Linked DNA regions of Zea mays: region 2 is linked to region 1. Evidence: chromatin contacts called from public Hi-C data. All regions are on one chromosome and are shown on one strand. The core of a region is the stretch at or near the end of the contact, and the rest is flanking DNA. Distances in the headings are between cores, read along the strand shown.

Region 1 (2,700 bases), core at 182-2,681:
GCGGGGAAGGACGGGACGGCGCTCGCGCAAGGCCGCTCGCTCCCTCCCGCGTGGACGCTTGTAACCCCCTACTGCAAGCGCACCCGACCTGGGCGCGGGACAAACACGAAGGCCGCGGGATTTCACCTCTCACGCCTGTCTCCCTCCGGCTTCTTCTCCCCTTCGCGCTCCATCTCGCGCCGACCCATCTGGGCTGGGGCACGCGGCGACAATTTACTCGTCGGTCCAGGGACCCCCCGGGTTCGAAACGCCGACAATATTATAATCTGAGTGTGGGTTTACCACAAGTTTGAATTTGAATTGGAATTTAGGACTCAAATTGGAATCCTAAAAATTGGAGAAAAGAGAGGCACTAATAATCACAAAATAAATATTTAAATAGATAAGATGACCTCATGCCATGTTGAGTTGGATATTTAATGTTAAGATAAGTTTATTACGAAGTTTGAATTTGAATGGAATTTAAATTTATGAATTTTAAAATTTAAAAGGAAAAGAAAAAAAGATATAAAAGAAAAAGAGAAAACAATTGTACTGGGCCGCCAACCCCAAATCAGGCCCATCTTCCCTTGACCTCAGCGCAGCCCATCGACGCCCTTGCGCCGATAGGTGGGCCTGTCTAGTCAGCCACGCGCGGGTGCTCGGTTCAGTGACTCGGCGCCGACGCCCTAGGCCCGCAGGCTAGCCTGAACGCACTAGAGCGCGCACCGTTCGTCACTGAAAACTGGGCCCCGCTGGATCGTCTGCTCCTCGCTCGCTATCTCTAGATTTGTGGGCCCGTGGCGTCAGGCACGATCCAAAATTCCTCGCCAGGCATGACGGAAGTGCGCCGTGAATGGGGGAAGGCTCGTTGCCCCTTTTCCAGACCGTGCGGCCCCTATAAGCTGTGACGGGGTCCCGGGTCTCCACTTTCCCTATCTCCGCGACCATAGGAGCACAGACGCAACTGAGTGGGGGGCCAATCATGGGTGTGCGGGTCGGCGGCGTGGAAAGCTTGGAGTCGTCGGCCTCAACCGTGCCTGCGGAGTCTGGTGGTGGTCGGGGAGCTTCGCGAGACCACGTGGAACGTGTACAGATCGTCCTCGGGAGCGATTACCTGCTGGCGTGGAAGGAATTGCTCACCATCGACCACGGGCGGCCGTGGAATCGTCGAGCACCGTGGGCGGAACTCGGTGTGCCGCCAGTGTTGGTAAGATTTTCCCCATCAGATTCGTGATTGTTCCTTCTGTGTTTTAGAATCATTAGATAGGTCGGGGAAGGCTGGGGCGCCGCTGCAACCAGTCATCGACGAGATGCTGTCGTGGCTGTTTTTGCGCGGGCGCTGTCGGCAAGCGGGAGGTAGAAGATGAAGTCGTTGCCGTAGATGGCGGCGTCAACGGTGCAGATGAGTGCAGCGAGGTAGTGTAGCCTGGTCGGGTGCCTCGGCCGTTGATCGAGCAAGTGACGGTCCCGATTAGATCGAGATGCTAATTCGAGGAGGCTGATCTCGGACGAGTGAGGATGAGTTGAGGGATTTTAAATCTGGACCATCAGTCGGGTAATGGTCGGCATGGATTAGGCAAAGCTTACCCCTTCGCGTGATCTAATCTAAGTTGTACAACTCGGATCGGACGACTGAGAACATTCTATACCCCTTCGCTGATCCACCTATGCAAAAGAATCCCTAGAAAATCTATGAATCAACTTGCGGTCCGTTGGCAGGGAGTTCTGAGTCTTAGAATATCTTGCGTAGAAACCCCTCTCCTTTTCTGTAATTGACGCGCAGTCCAGAGAACATATAAAGTGGATAAATAAATATGGAAATGGGTTTTAAATGTAAAAATAAATGCTAGAACTTGTTTAATTCATATAAAATTCATACTTAGTCCAAATTAATCCATTCCAGCTCCTATAATTTTGTAAATGTTGTTTATCACATAGTGTCTCTGTTTTAACATGAAAACCATATTAAAATTTATATCCTAATTAATCTTGTATCAAACACATAAAATCTTTGGAAATTCATAACTTAAAATTTATAACTCCAAAATTAATGATTCATGTTCCTATGATTTTATTTTAATATGTAGGTTATTAATATGTATTTTATATACATGTTTGGTGTCATGTTAATTTCCTTTTTATACTATGCTTGTTTGTATTGTGGCGAGTAGAAGAGACAGTGGCTGAGGATCCCGGTGTTCAGCAGATAGAAGTTGCTGAGCATGAGCTCATTGAAGGCAAGTTATGCCCTTGACCACTTTTTACCCAATAATGTTCTTTATTATCACTTATCAATGCATATGTTAATTTTGATGGGACCCAATAGGTCACCCTAGTATATGATTATCTTTTACCTTGTTTACCCCTAAATCATTTGGGTAGTTTGCTATTGCTTTATATGGTTTTGGGTTAATATTTCATTATATCCATGTTCCAATTATTCTGTTATTTTATTTATGTTCATGTCAAGATCATTATCTTTAATTGGAACATGGAGCTTAACTTGAGAAACACGTGCGACCACAAGGGTGGAATGGGACGCCCTTGGCTGACTAATTAGGAAAGCTAGTGGAAGACTACCTTACCCGAAAGGGGCAAGGGCAGTAGGGGAGTTGCATGCAGGGAGGTTCTCGGGTTGATTTTGCTGCGATGGCGGTCAGAAGAGGTATTCATGCAAGTGCTCTTCCCATAAATTGTAGCGGGTTTTCGGAAGCTAGT
Region 2 (2,700 bases), core at 178-2,677, 190 kb after region 1:
GGAGGAGAGAGAAATGGCCGGATGGGGCCCACGCAAGAGAGAGAAGAGGGGGGAAGCAGAGTGGCAGCGGCGGCTGGAGAAAGCCAGGGGAGGGCACGCGGCGGGCTCCCATGGGCCCCTAGTGGGCCTTAGGGTTAGGGTTTCCTTTTTGTGTTTTTCTATTTCTTTTTTAATTTCAAAATATATTTTTAAATAACCCTAAAATTTATAATAATTATACCAAAATTATTTATAAATAAAATTTTTATTTTTGGACTAATAATTATTATATTATTTATTTGGATTTTCATTTAAGAAGAAATTCTATTAAACATCCAAAAATCTATCATGAGTAATTCAAAAATTATTTTAAATGCAAATAAATAACAAACACTTGAATGAAAAATTTATTGCCATAATTAGCATTATAACTAAATGCATTATTTCTAGTTGATGGTTTTTATAGTGTTACATACTCATAACAACACATACAAATATACAAGGAGTACATAAAAATAACATTACACCAAACATGAGAACAAATTGCGTAGGAATATTCTACGCGCTGCTACAAGAACGTAGGTTCGAGAACCACTAAATTCGGAGTTACGGTTAAAAAGATATGGTTTTCTAAAGTTTTAGGTGATTAAAAGTATATCATATGTTAATTAATATAAATCATTTGAGAAGAATATTACACATAAATATCTAATTTAACTTTAATCTAAGTTATAACTAAATCATATTTTTGTCAGATTATATTTATGGACAGATTAACTTTGATTAGAGAGATTAATTTACCTAACATAGGTTAAATAAATATCTGTTTATAAAAACCTGTGAAATGGTAAAAAAATAATGCTGTCACTGTGTAGGCAATATTATTATGAAGCTAACGCGACTTGAACAGAGTAAAACGGAGTTAGGGTGCAAAAGTTATGATTGAAACGAGTTTTAGGACTCTTTCTATACTAGGAAACTATCCAGGGGTGTTATTGTGAATACTAGGTACTAATTTGTAAATTCTAGGACCTTAGAGTAAGGCTTTGTCTGTGGACGAGGACGACATGTTTATACAAAGAAAAGACAGGGGCTCTTTAGCAATTGACGCGCAACGAATGGGTATCCTTGCGTCTGGGCCATTGGATCCATGTCCGATGGTGCTCATTAGATTTGGGCACTTTATGAACCGGTACACGCGATCAACCGCACGATCTCGATCCAACGCACAGGATTCCATGGGCCGAAACGTTATCCTAGCCGCATCTCACAAGATCAATGACCACGATTTAAACTGTGAACTGGTATCCTATTGATCTATTCCTAGCCACCTATCCTATGATCTACGACCACGATTTTAAATTACTAAGATCTATTCGCATCCGTTTGATCTCGAATCGATGGCTCGAATATTCCCTAGCAGAACCGGTATGCTCCTCCCAATCCCAGCCGTTCATCCGGCCACTAACGACCAGGGTTCACCTCCCTCCCCGTGGCCAAGCACACCGGTGCCACAGTGCTGCGACAACGTTCTATGTCAGCGAACACTACTCAGGCGCATAGGCGCCCACTTCTACCTTGGACAGACGCTATGAGATTCCCAAATCATGGCAAAATGATGGAGGGTCTTACCGATGTTGGAGGCAATGACTCGGCCGACCATGGAGCACATGTAACTCCGGTGAGGAATTCAACCTAATCTGAGGGCTCCCACGCACAACCACCACTTCGCCCACTCTCCACATGGCTTTGCGACGCCCCCGGACATGCCCTGAGGCCCCTTCATCGACCCATTCCTAACTTCATTTGAGGCAGACCATGGCGGCGCACTCCACCTCCCTATCTCATGGGGTAGACTATATAGCTAGTGCTGGAGTTTGTTGCCGAGGAGCTCGGCCTGGGGTCGAATTGACCGGAGGAGGCTTCGGTTGTTACAACAACCCGGTGGGCTTGGATGGGATTCACAACGGCCGTCCGCCCGAGGTCGACCAAACTTTTATAGAATCGTGCCCTAGTTTGTTATGGCTCCAGGAAGACACTCCTGACGGTGTGGGCCCACATGTAAGCGTCGCGAACGGAACTCGTAGGTGGTCAGGGGTGGCGGCTGCACAGCAGGGTTGGCGGGCGCAGTTGGGCCAAGGCGTTAGGTAAGCTGGACCAGGAGATTTTGGCCCGTGCGGCTTTGTCCTTATTCTTTTTTTGTTCTTTGTATTTCTATTTTCAAATCCAAGTTAGATTCAAATTCAAATCTGTGTTCGAATTTAAATGCAACACACAAAATCCAGCATGAATCCAAAGTATATACCATTCATTATTATTATTATTATTATTATTATTTTTATTTTTATTATTATGTTCCTCCAAATGAATGCTTCAAGGCATATAAACTTAATAAGGAATAAGTCACATCATTAAATATCCTCTTCACATTATTAAAAAAATAAAATAAATTTGAAATTCACTTTAAAATGAAATGTTTATTTATCTATTCTTGAAATCTTTATTAGTCAACACTTTCATTTAAATTTTCAGAGGGTATTTCAAAGTATAAAATTCAATGAAAGGAACAATCTAACATATTGGGTGATCTTTTTACCTAGTCAGTTGTGTCAAAACATAATTTTTTAAATATTGAAATAAACTTTCCTAAATTACCCAAAATGTGATTTTAGGGTCTTACAAATTCTACCCCATTAAAAATAATCTCATCCTCGAGATTAG

What was found. A called contact is a pair of places that touch in the nucleus more often than the background predicts.
Region 2: a Hi-C map of endosperm shows a contact between it and region 1, with 7 times the contacts expected there. The contact joins two enhancer-like sites. A contact is called at or near these places in 2 of 25 Hi-C or Micro-C datasets (ear and endosperm).

Annotation. Positions count from the first base shown.
Region 1 is chr3:122,899,325-122,902,024 of Zm-B73-REFERENCE-NAM-5.0, forward strand. No RefSeq gene overlaps it. Among protein-coding and RNA genes, the nearest start is that of LOC103650488, 20 kb to the right of the region's middle. Within about 2 kb of position 1,432, at least 20 of the 20 cell types and tissues checked have an H3K27ac peak or open chromatin away from gene starts, as enhancers often do. A contact at or near this core is called in ear and endosperm, where this site is marked.
Region 2 is chr3:123,091,179-123,093,878 of Zm-B73-REFERENCE-NAM-5.0, forward strand. No RefSeq gene overlaps it. Among protein-coding and RNA genes, the nearest start is that of LOC100274591, 62 kb to the left of the region's middle. Within about 2 kb of position 1,428, at least 17 of the 20 cell types and tissues checked have an H3K27ac peak or open chromatin away from gene starts, as enhancers often do. A contact at or near this core is called in ear and endosperm, where this site is marked.